Linked DNA regions of Zea mays: region 2 is linked to region 1. The links are chromatin contacts, called in public Hi-C maps. All regions are on one chromosome and are shown on one strand. Each heading gives the region's core, a stretch centred on a gene start, on an enhancer-like site or on the middle of the called end of the contact. The rest is flanking DNA. Distances are from core to core; before and after follow the strand shown.

The links. A called contact is a pair of places that touch in the nucleus more often than the background predicts.
Region 2: a contact with region 1 is called in a Hi-C map of ear, with 2.4 times the contacts expected there. The contact joins the promoter of LOC541966 here to the promoter of LOC100283280 in region 1. A contact is called at or near these places in 3 of 25 Hi-C or Micro-C datasets (ear, endosperm and tassel).

The regions. Positions count from the first base shown.
Region 1 is chr2:182,497,501-182,504,184 of Zm-B73-REFERENCE-NAM-5.0, reverse strand. It overlaps LOC100283280 (enolase), which reads left to right and starts at 2,978. Exons shown (of 7, transcript NM_001156182.3): 1 at 2,978-3,602. The coding sequence starts at 3,217.
Region 2 is chr2:182,639,287-182,645,708 of Zm-B73-REFERENCE-NAM-5.0, reverse strand. It overlaps LOC541966 (empty pericarp 2), which reads left to right and starts at 4,490. Exons shown (of 5, transcript NM_001111620.2): 1 at 4,490-4,819.

The sequences.
Region 1 (6,684 bases), core at 1,729-4,228:
TTTATCCATGAAACTTAGGTTAAAATTATTCACTTGAGTTATTCCACACCAAGCACTTAATAACTTCGGAAATTCATAACTCGATAATCGTAGCTCCGAATTTAGTGATTCTTATTCCTATGATCTCGTTACGACGCGTAGAATATTATCATGCATTATGTTCTACTGTTTAGTGTGATGTTAATTTCTGCTATACCATGTTTGTTTGTACTGTTACGAGTAGACGAGCAAGGCACAAAAGATCCGGGTGTTCAGTAGGTGGAGACTGCTGAGCAGGAGCTCGTTGAAGGCAAGTTGTGCCCTTGATCACTTTTATTTACCCAATAATGTTCTTATTAATCATAATGATCTGCATAGGTTAATTTTGATGGGACCCAATAGGTTACCCTAGTTTGGCTATCTTATACCTTTTTTGCCACTGAATTTTTGGGTAGTACCTGCTATTGCTTTATGTGGTTTTAGGTATAGAGATACACATTATTGATGATCATGCTTTTATGATGAGTTTTTATTTACTGTTCATGATAAGATCATTATGTTAATTGGAACGTGGTGCGACCACCCGGGAAAACAGTGCTACCACAAAGGTGGTATAGGACGCCCTTGGCTGACTAATTAGGAAAGCTAGTAGAGTACTGCCTTACCCGAAAAGGGCAAGGGGGGAGTGATCAGTGTAGGGAGGTCCTTGGGTTGATTTTGCTGCGATGGCGGTTGGGCGAGGGATCCCTACATTGGAGCTTTATAGAACTGTAGCAGGTTTTCTGAAGCTAGTGAAACTTTGTAAAGGCCTCGTAGCGTTACCCTGCCTCGCTTCCTTGGTAGAGGTGTATGGGAAGTCGCGATCCCTTGGCAGATGGGTAACATGACTTGTTGGTATAGATGCGCAACCTCTGCAGAGTGTAAAACTGGTATATCAGCCATGCTCACGGTCATGAGCGGCTCGGACCCTCACATGATTAATTTATGGAATTAAATTTAGTTTGTCATTTGCATCGCATTGTGGTTTATTATTAATTTGATCTATTTATTACTCTGGTTTAGTATTTACTTACATTTAGTAACTACTAATAAAATTTGACCAACTTATTAAAAGCAATGCTCAACTTTAACCATTATCTGTTGATCAGTCTTACACTTCACATGAACTCCCACCTTTTGTGAGTTCATGCACATTATTCCCCACAACTTGTTGAGATATGATTTTTTGTGAGCTCACTCTTGCGATATATAAATCCCCCACAGGTGAAGAGCAGGTGGTCCAGGAGGAGTCCTATAATGAGGAGTACGAGTTGATCTAGGTGGCGTCTCCCAGTCAACTTAATGGCGCCAAGGAATAATATTAGTTTGTTTTATTGTTATCATATATTTTTGTCAGACTTCCGTTATGTAATAATGATACTTGTGACATTTATCTCTATACACTTTGTCATTATATGTGATGTTCTTCTTTGTCGCACATATGAGACGTACCCGACTTTATCCCTTAAATCCGGGTGTGACACTCCTTTGGTCAAGAGTTGCACTCAACCCCTCTCAAGTGATCTAAAGATCAAACTTGAGTGCAACTCTTGACCAAAGGAGGTCACAACAAGGTGGAGTATGCATTGGCCGAACCACGGTAAAAATCGCTGCATCTCTTGTCCATTTTACTATTGTGATTACTGTCTTTTTGAGTTCTTTACTCACTTGCAATATTTGCAATATTGCTCCTAAGTTTAATACACATCTTAAAGGAGAAATCAAGTGAAGAGTTCTCCTTCCTCTCTCTTCTCATCCCAACTTGGTTTTTGTTCTCACTAACACTTTGTATAAACCAAATTTATGTTTTTTAGAGTTAATATTGTAGAATCACCTATTCACCCCCTCTAGGTGCTCTCAATTGGGGGCTTGTATGGCCGACCTGTGGCACATGCATGTGCTCGAGCCTAATCTAGCTTATAGATTATATAAGCACCTAGATTATTATAACCTAGTTATCTAGATTATATAATCCACTAATAATCTATGTTGTTTGTTTGTCTCTTAACTTATTTAAGTTGAATTATATAATCTAGAGTATAAACAAAATGGGCCAAAGTCACCAAACTCAAGTAACTATGCCATAAATGGTGGTTCGGGGCATAGCCATGATTCTTGCATAGATGGGGTCATAAATAATATTTAATAGATTATATGTAGTATATGAGTGTATGATTTAAGTTTAAATTTAACTTAATAAACTACATGTTTTTATCAAAAACACAAATAAAGGAATAACCAATATTTATTGAATCAATCATTGTTTTTTATATACTTAACTACTTAAAAGTTAAATGCCTCTTTGGGAGAGCTTAGCAGGGCTCCGGTTTCCAGCTGACCAGCCTCCGACAACCTATGTATTTAGCAGACTAGCTCCAGCTCCATTTAATTCTATAAATTATGGTCTCACATAGAATGGCTCCTTCGGAGGAGCCATACGAAGGTGTCTCTATGACTAGAGCTGGAATGGCTCTTCCGAAGCGAAAGCGCTCCTAAAGAGACCCTAATAGTAATTAGTATTCTCTCCGTTCTAAAATAAAATTCGTTCTACCTTTTAAGTTAATTCATACCATAATTAATATATTTGTTTTATATATGTGTCTAGATTTATCATTATTTATTTGAACATAAACATAAAAATCAAAGAGTAATACGACTAATATTTTAGAACTGAGTAAGTATATATTTATATGTTTACACAAACATTAGGCACAGGGCCCTGCCAGCTCCCCTCCTTATTTACGCCACTAATGGTGGTAAACAGCATATGCTCGCGTCACGTCACGTGACGGGCACCTGCTCGCAGTTCTCAGAAGTCAGAACAAGCTCGGAGCTCGCCCTCCCAGTCCCACCGGCCACCACCGCCACCGGACTGCGGACCGACCCACCCTGGCCGCGCGCCACCACAAAGGCCAACGGCGTACAAACCATAAACGACCAGCGAAAGCGGCAGACTCTCAATGACACGCGGGCACCATATGCCACCTGCCGTCCCTCGCCCCCACCGGCACCGACCCCCGCCTTCTTCAAAAACTTTATTCGCCGAAACCCCTTGCCACCTCGCCGCCACCGCCCAACAAACAGGCGCGACGACCTCTACTCTACCTCGTCGCCACCGCCGTCACCGGTCACCGCCGCCATATAAGTAAACGCTCGCCTCGTCCTCCTCCCAGACTCGCCACCCTCCGCCTCCGACACATGGCCCAGCCGCACCTCGTGCTCCCCTCGCCGAGGCCCCTCCTCCCCGCCGCCGCCACTCCATCGCGCCGCGCCGTCGCCGTCCGCGCGGCGCTCTCCACCGCTTCGCCGCCCGCCAAGGCCGCGGCGGGAGCGGAGGCGGTGCGGTCGATCCGCGCGCGCCAGATCGTGGACAGCCGCGGGAACCCCACCGTCGAGGTCGACCTCGTCGCCGGGGACGGACGCCTCCACCGCTCCGCGGTGCCCAGCGGGGCGTCCACGGGGATCTACGAGGCGCTCGAGCTCCGCGATGGTGACAAGGCCGTGTACGGCGGCAAGGGCGTTCTCCAAGCTGTGCGCAACATCAACGAGGTTATCGCGCCTAAGCTCGTGGGCGTCGATGTGAGGTGAGTTGGATATCACTATCTCAGATTGATTTCTGTTCAAATTATGGATATGGCCGTTTGATCACCAGTGTGACTGCTGTGAAGTGGGGTAGTTGGGAAACGTGGTGTGTCTTCCCTGGTGAACGGTGATCCACGGTTGAACTGCCTCAGTTCATGCGGGGTTTAGTGAGCTGACTAGCTTGACTCCTACCTATCTGACAATGATGCTTTGGATCTTCTGGTGACCATCCTAAAAGTTTGAAGTAAAATGTGACTAAATTTGTGGAAGTGAATGTTTATGCCATACTTTATTCACATATGTCATGGAGCAAATTTATCTGTAGTTTGGTCATATAGGAAATAGGTGCTTTTGTACTTGTAATATGCATTCCCGAACAACAACATTTTACAGAAAGCAACAGGGAGAACCCTAATGTCCTAAATAACTTGGCATGCATTCCTGAACAACAACTTTTTACATAAAGCAACAAGGAGAACCCTAATGTCCTAAATAACTTGACATGCATTCCCAAGCAACAACATTTTACAGAAAGCAACAAGGAGAACCCTAATGTCCTAAATAACTTGGCATGCATTCCTGAACAACAACTTTTTACAGAAAGCAACAAGGAGAACCCTAATGTCCTAAATAACTTGGCATGCATTCCGGAACAACAATCTTTACAGAAAGCAATAAGGAGAACCCTAATCCCTAATGTCCTAAATGATTTGATGTCAAAGTATGTTTGATGAGAGATGTAGAAGCTTTTCCAGTTTTGGGATTATTAAGGGTTTTCTCACTGTGTAGGGTGGGAAGTGTGATGTGCACCCGTTGGGTGATTGCCCGATCTTTCGATGAGAGGGTGTGGAATAACTCGATTGGGGGAGGAGACGACGTTCACGGCCCGACTACAGCCTTCCAAAGACGCTGCGCCTTAGCAACCGATACACCACCTCCTATGGCTGTCACGATCTTGTGGAGCGTGACACCCTGGCCACTAGGGCACTCGTCCTGCAAGCAATCGAAGAACTAGCAAGAACAAGTAGAACAAGTACTGAATTACCAGATCTAAATGTAGGTTTAAAGATCAAACTACAATATGGTGGGGTTCCGAAGACAAGAAGACGGGCGGCTGAACTAGCACGCGCGCTTGCAAGCAAGTAGCGAGAGCTAAACTTGATCTAAACAAAACCCGCTGTTCTTGGTGGCGGCTAGGGGGTTTATAAACATGGGAGGACGACCACAAGGGTATTGGGGTCGTGCTGCAACCCTAGGATGCGTCCCTAATGGACCTAACTTGATACACGACCCATTGGGCCAAAATAGGGTGACGCAGCACCATGGGCAGAAAAGGCAGGAAATGTCTCGGTAAGAAAACAATGATTACGGCGGCCTCAGAACAGATATGACTATAATTCCGGATCCATATGAAAGTAGACTTGATAAGCTTTCCATGTTGTGCTTGAACATTCCAATCCGAGCCCGCATCTGACCGTGGTGACCGTCACAAGTTGGTGTTCTTCTGCAGTCCGAATCCAGCATGTTCAAATCCTTTTCCCTTTCGGTCTTCTCCCTGATTCCTAAGCAAAACAAGAGTGCACGGGTCTCCATGGTCTAAATATGATGGACATGAACTCAAGAGTGTAATCACCTGATGGTTGAGTTGACGAGCACGAGCGCGAGTAATGGGACCAGAAATTGGTACTTGTATTGGTATAGATGCATCAGTAGTGTGGATGTCTTCATCATTCTCCCCTTCTTGCATTTGAGTCGTCCTCGACTCAAGCTCAACTTCCTCTCCCAAGTAGGGCTTTAAATCTGCAATGTTAAATGTGGGGCTAACCCCAAAGTCTGCAGGCAGATCTAGCCTATATGCATTGTCGTTAATTTTCTCTAGCACTTTAAACGGTCCATCGGCTCGAGGCAACAATTTAGATTTTCGTAATTCAGGAAACCTTTCCTTTCTCAAATGCAACCAAACTAAATCTCCAGGTTCAAAATTTATTTCCTTTCTACCTTTATCACTAGCAAACTTATATCTAGCATTCATACGCTCTATGTTTTCTTTAGTAGTTTCGTGCAGTTTTAACATCAATTCAGCACGCCTAGTAGCATCAAAATTTAGTTTTTCAGAAGATGGCAAAGGCATTAAATCAATAGGAGCACGAGGTAACAAACCATATACAATCTGAAATGGGCACATCTTTGTAGTAGAATGCAATGATCGATTATAAGCAAATTCAATATGAGGCAAACAGTCCTCCCACATCTTAATATTCTTCTTTAGAACTGCCCTTAACATAGTAGACAAAGTTCTATTCACAACTTCAGTTTGACCATCAGTTTGAGGATGACATGTAGTAGAAAATAAAAGCTTAGTCCCCAATTTTGCCCACAAAGTCCTCCAAAAATGACTAAGAAATTTAGCATCACGATCAGAAACGATTGTGTTGGGCACACCATGCAAGCGAACAATTTCACGAAAGAACAAATCAGCAATATGAGTAGCATCGTCAGTTTTATGACATGGTATGAAATGTGCCATCTTAGAAAATCTATCAACAACCACAAACACACTATCACGTCCCTTCCTAGTCCTAGGCAATCCCAGCACAAAATCCATAGAAATATCTTCCCAAGGAGCACTAGGAACGGGTAGAGGCAAATACAAACCGTGTGGATTTAACCGTGACTTCGCCTTTTGGCATGTCGTGCAACGAGCAACCAATCTCACCACATCTCTTCTCATCTTGGGCCAAAAGAAATGACCAGCAAGTATGTCCTCCGTTTTCTTTGCTCCAAAATGTCCCATTAAGCCACCTCCATGTGCTTCCTGTAACAACAACAAACGAACGGAGCTAGCTGGAATGCATAGCTTGTTAGCTCTAAACACAAACCCATCACTAACGATATATTTGTTCCATCCTTTCCCATCTTTACAATGCAGCAACACATCTTTAAAATCAGCATCATGAACATATTGGTCTTTAATCGTCTCTAATCCAAAGATTTTGTAGTCAAGTTGATTCAGCAAAGTATATCTCCTAGACAAAGCGTCAGCAATGATATTCTCTTTTCCTTTCTTGTGCTTAATAACATAAG
Region 2 (6,422 bases), core at 3,241-5,740, 140 kb before region 1:
TTAAAAGTAGCTATGTCTTCTTTTATTCTATTTATCAATGAATGTAATATTTTATCTTTTTCGAGACCTTCGTTCCTCAGCTCAATTACTTCGGAACGAAGGTTGCTCAGGGCTATAGCGCACCCTTCGTCTTCAGCATCTTTTTGGGTCCTGAGGGCATTGCTAAGTATCAGACCCTGCAAAGAAAAATGTGTGTGCGTCAATAGACTTAAGCAAACGAAAATTTTAGTCTCAACAAAAATTGCAAAGATCCCATTTGTTGCACCTTTAAGCTATTATATGCCAGGCTGTCGGCCAGATCGTTTTTCGATAGTACCGAGAGCCCGTCTTCTAGTGTTGGGAATCCGAAGCTCTTGCTCATCTCCCGACAGACAGAAATCTCCTTGTTGTCAGGGAGACAATACAAAAAGTCTTCTTCTCCACTGCCATTGAATATTAACGCCCCCTTTGGATACTTCAGTTTTTGGGCGTAAAGCTGGGCCTCTTGTTTTTCTTTTTCTGATAATTGTTTCCCCGAAGCATGACGAACAATATAATCAAGGACTTTGGGGGATGCTTCGGGGGCAATAACACTGATTTCTTCAACAAAAGTTGGCTCTGTTATTTTTTCTTCCTCGGTTTCCAAGGATTTTATCTTCGTGGGCTCTGAGGACCCAGCTTCGGCTTCAGTTTCTTGTTCTGGAGCTTTAGTATCAGAAATTTCAGTTTTCGCTTCGGGAATGACAACAGTCTTCTTCGGAGGTGTGCTTGAAGATTTAATTGTTTCCAGAACATCTAGCACATTGACCATTCTCTTTCTTTTCGGAGTCACTGCTGGCACCTTTTGATTTTTTACTGTCTCAACATTTGCTGCAGGACTCAAAACTTCTGATGTTTTTGATCCCTCAGTTGGTTCTTTCACTTCTTCCATTTTTTCTGTGGATGGCGCTTCGGCCATCTCTTTGGTTTCTGGTAACAAAATCTTCGGTTCTTCCAATTCTATCCTTGTTGGCGCTTCGGCCATTTCTGCGACTTCTGGCAGCAAGGTTGGCTTGGTTGGCTTTTCAGCTTCGGTGGTCGAAGAAGTTTCTCCCGTGAACTCAGGCACCAAAGCTGGTTCAATATAGCGTGGCCGATGTGTGAGGACCTTTATCCTCTTTCTTTTCGGTTCTGGCTCGCTAGGAGCAGTTGCAGCTTCTTCTTTCGCAGAGGTTGTGTTTTTTCTTTTCTGCCCTCGAATGGGATAACGATAGTCAGGGTAGACAAACCCGATTGCGTCAAACACCCGGTTCAATCTTTTCTTTTTTCGTCCTCTGAAGGCTGCTGACAATGCAATATCCTCAGCCTTCGAATAAACCCCAAGTAGCTCATCACTTAAATTTTCAATGCTTTTTAGCCAGTCATCATCTGGCTCAACGAATTTATCTCCAAACTTGAAAGTATACTTCAGTCTGATAAGACCACCTTCGTCAGCCTCCTTTATGGTCTCTTGCGGCATTTCCCATTTTTCCGCAAGCGACCATACTCTGAAGGCAATATGCTCTTGGACCAAATCTCTCGTTCCAATAAAAGAACAAATAACTCCGAAGGCTCTCTGGCATTCTTCGGCAGCTTCGTTCATTTCAACCTTCGGCCTCCGCAAGCCGAAGCTTTGCCAAATAGGGCGCATAACTATACCTTTGATATCTTCTCGTGCTTTCAGGTCATTCTTCACATAAAACCATTCTGTCATCCAGTCGCCGGGCCATCTCTTCCGAAAGGTTGGCACGGGACAGCTTGACCCGGACCGAGAAACAAAATTGTAGCAGCCAAAATTATTGTGATACTGTTACTTACCCCAAGGTTTTGTTTCGTATGATAATTCGTGTATATTACAGAAACTTTTCGCATCAGGTTCCAGACCTTGGCTTCTCACGGCCCATACGAAGATATTCAGCCTTATAATTGCTTCGGGGGTAAGTTGATGAAGATAGACTTCAAACATTTTCAGCACCTCTACGACGAAGCTGCTCAGGGGAAATCGTAGTCCAGCTTTCAAAAAGCTTCGGTACACTACGACTTCATTCTCTTCAGGGTTTGGACAAGTCTTTTCTCCTTCGTCGGCCCTCACAACGGACAAGTCCCGGAAATACCTTCCTCTCATGTTGACAAGATGATTTTCTTTGATAGTTGATTTGCCGAAAACCGCATGGCTTGGTCGCCAAGGGCGATCTTCGGAGTCTTCACCACCACTGTCCACATCATAACTGTCGCTGTCACCAGTATCTTCAGACAAACCTTCTAAAATCTCTTTGGTGATTTTTTCTGTATTGGTCTTCGACATTGCTATGAGAAACCCCAGATTCTTCTCTTCATCGAGACTCAGCTTCATCTCAGTAGTAGCTTTCTTATCTTCAGACATCTTCAGAAACACTAAAAAACTGTTTTCAACGCCGAAGCTTCAAAACTTAAAAGCTAAGCAAACCTTGGTGCGCAAGAGCTAAAAATTGAGTGAGCGGGAGCAGATGGCAAGAGAGCGTGCCAAATGAGCTTGCGGTATGATCTTATTTATACGACCAGTGCGTTGAAAATTGAAAAGCCCCGCCTGTCAGTGAATGTTGCTATTCTAGCAAAGGGAAGGTGTTTTTTCGGACCTTCGGCTTATAGCCTTCGTCCATGTCGCTATCTAAATTTATTATTTTTAACAAATTAATATTGCGAGGGGCTACTGTTGGGGGCCTTCGGCTTACGAAGGTCCTCAAAAACAGGATTTAACAGTATTTCTGGAGTATAATGTGTGAACAGGTATCTTCGGACTCGAGTCGGTATCATAGCAGGAGAAGACCAAAATCATACGAAGGTTGATACAGCGCCGAAGATGTGAGCGGGAAAGCTTCGGCGTGGTAGCAGAAAATGAAACCGACTTAAAGATGAAAAGGCTATTCAGACCTCGGTGTATTACTATAGAATTGTTATCAAATGTAAAGGGCATGAATGTAATTTTGTATGGGATGTGTCCCGTGCCTATAAATAGGTGAACAGTACCCCCGTACTGTTCACGCTGATTTGGCATTCGTTTTTGCGTTACACCTGTACTTTCATCTCCTTTAAGCTGAAGGTACTTTTGTAATTCAATGTTATTCTTGTTTCTACATAATAATAATGCAAAAATAAGTTAATAATAATATATAATTGTCTATGTTATCCTTCATATTCCTTATGATTCATCCTTCGTCACTATATGCTGAGTTTATGAAGGTACGCCCTTCATAACCTTCGTCCGAAAATCATTATATCCTAAGGGAAATAATGCTTCGAAGGACGAAGGACTTTACCGATTAACATTTTTTGTGTTGCCTTGTTCTTAACTCATAGCATTTGAGAACAAGTCCCCAACACCATACATAGGAACATAACATTTTATCATTGCCAAGCGTATTCACTCTTGGATCGATCAACATCCGAAGCTGTAAAGTGCACTCTTTCAAACCTCCTTTGGTCAATACAAATGAATCTTGACAGGTGATCAATATGCACTTAGTCACTTCCCCGCATTCAATCTACCCAAGAAGAACGTAGGGTATTTTGCCTCAACGGTTCGAACCTTTATAAAACTCTTGTCTCACTCGTTTTACTCGAAAGTGTTAGTTGTGGTCATCTCTTGACTCCCGGTAACTGGTCTAGGCCTCTTATGCCCGGTGAGAGTAGAGCAGCACAAGATCACATGTTGAATCTCTACTGTGGTATTATCTCTATGCATTTGACTGTTAGCTACATTGGTTTATTGTTGTATACACGATCTACTAACCACATCTAAGGCTGTGTTCAGCAAATCGTACATATGGTTGTGCAAAACACTGTTTTATAATATAGATAGTAATATTTGTAGAGTGAAATTTGAAATAGGAGGTAAGATAGACAACGTGGAGCTGCTTCCCCTTCCCACCGATCAACGGTGCCGACCACGACACCTGCTAGGCGAAGGATCACAACTAGAGATGGCAATGGGTACCCGCGATCCGATATCCGATGGGTATTGACTCCATTAAGGTATGCATACGGGCTAGATATTGTACCCATGAGTCTCTTATTGGGCAAAAACCTTCACCAGTGGGTAAAGGGTATTAGAACGTTCCACTCTTACCCATACATGTTAACCCATGGGTATAAAATACCCAGTATAAAAGCGTGAACTTGGGCTTTGATATTCCATTTATTTTGACTATTTGACAAACTTTTTTGTGATAATGTCATACAAGGTTTAACAACTATTTGATGGTCATGTAATGGAACATGTAATGTGTTATGTGGTACTATCCTAGTATTGCTACTTTATTCAATGATCCATGATATTATTGAATGGATGATTGAATGATGCTCAATCTTTTGTAATGATATTTAGATTGATATACTTGATGTTTGTATATTGTATTATTTTGATAAAGTTTTAATCTTTATGAGTACAAGTGACTCGATGGGAGACCCATACCCACATGGGTATGAATATGGGGATAAATCTATTGTCATTAGTGAATATGGGTGATCCGACGAGTTTATTTTTTTACAGGTATGGATATGAGATAGCATTGCCAATGCCGTCTCTAATCACAGCTCCAAACGATAAAAACCGAACGTCTCAGAGCTTTGCCTGGGCCAAGCAGCCTTTGTTCCTTCGAAACCCTGCCTGGCTCGCTTTTGGTAGCCCACGCGAACCGGGCCGCTTTTCAGCCCTCCGCTCCTGCGTCCTCCCCTTCCACTCGTATACAACCACCCACCTGAGCCGCACCCACGCTCACCGTACCTCCTCCGAATCCGCCGACCGCCGGCGAGCCCCTCCTCCTCCACGACACGCGCTTCCCCGGTAAGCCGCCTCGCGGTCCCTCTTGAGCTTCGTCTCCCGTGTTTTTTTTTTGTTTGAATTCGTGCATCCTCGCGTCACCCGCGAATCTGCTCCTACTGCACAGCCCCCTGCGCCCACATCGCGCGAGATGCAATCTGCCGCCAGGCTCTTCGCTGCGGCCGCGCCGGGAAGCCCGCGTTCTCTCCTATTCCTGCGCGGCCTCTGCTCTGCCTCGCCGGCTGGACAGCCGGATCCGCGGCCCTATCCGGCCCCGGACCCCGACCCCGACCCCGACCCGCGGCTCGTTGGCGCTCTCTGCCGTGTGCTCAGCGACTTCCGCGGGCCGCGGCACGACCTCCGCGCCGCGCTCAGCGGATTCGCGCCCCGCCTCACGCCCGCGGCGGCGGCTGCCGTCCTGCGCCGCTGCCGTAACCTTCCCGTGCCCTCCCTCCGGTTCTTCCTCTTCGCGGCTGCGATGCCGGGGTTCACACACCTTCCGGACTCGCTCCTCATCCTCGCCGGCTCGCTTGCGGGGGCGCGGCTCTTCCCGCTTCTGCGCTCTCTGCTCTCCGATCTCCCGCGGTCTGCGCTCTCGCGGGACCTGTTTCCGCTGCTGTTCCGCGCGTACGCCCGCGCCGGTCTACCCGAGGATGCCATCCGAGCTTTCTCCTCCATGGAGAGGTTCTGTTTCCTGCCGACGGTCGCTGATCTCCACTCGCTGCTCTTCACGTTATCGCATAATGGCCTGGTGGAGCACGCAGAGGCATTCTTTAGGGAGTCGCCATTTCAGTTTGATCTCTCGGCCAAAACTTATACCATCCTGATCTCTGGGTGGGCTGTTGTTGCGAGTCCAGTGAAGGCCCAAAAGCTGTTTGACGAAATGATTGAGAGAGGGGTCCAACCTGATGTGCCTGCCTATAATGCGTTGATTGACGCCTTGTGTCGAGGAGGGGATGTTGCACTTGCTCAGGAGCAGCTAAAAGATATGCAACGCAGCCGTGGGCTTGCCCCTGATGCTGCCACTTACGGCCCATTCCTTCGATCTGCATGTGCGTCAAAGGATGCCCGTGCTGCTCTTCGAGTGCTAGATAGGATGCGTGCACGCAGCCTTACACCAAATGTATTCACCTATAATGCTGTCATTCGGTTACTGTGTGAGTTGGGAGAGGTTGATGAGGCTTATAATATCCTCAATGAGATGGCAACTTATGGGGAGAAGCCTGATGTCTGGAGCTACAACACTCTGCTTAATACACATTGTAAGCTGAAAGAGGTGAATAAAGCGTTGCGGCTCATTTCAAGGATGGATGATAGCTCATGTTTGCCTAATCGGCACTCTTACAACATGATTCTGAAAATGTTGCTTGCGATAGGAAGGGTTGATAGGGCAATTGAGGTTTGGGATGGGATGGAAAAACATGGTTTCTACCCAGGAGCAGCTACTTATGCTGTTATGATCCATGGGCTGTCTTGCAAGAAGGGTAGAGCAGAGGAGGCCTGCAGTTATTTTTTGAGGATGGTAGATGAGGGTATCCCTCCTTACCAGGCTACTTGTCAGGTTCTGAGGGATAGGCTGCTCAGGCTTGGCTTGCGAGATGATCTTGAGATGCTCACTGATAGGATG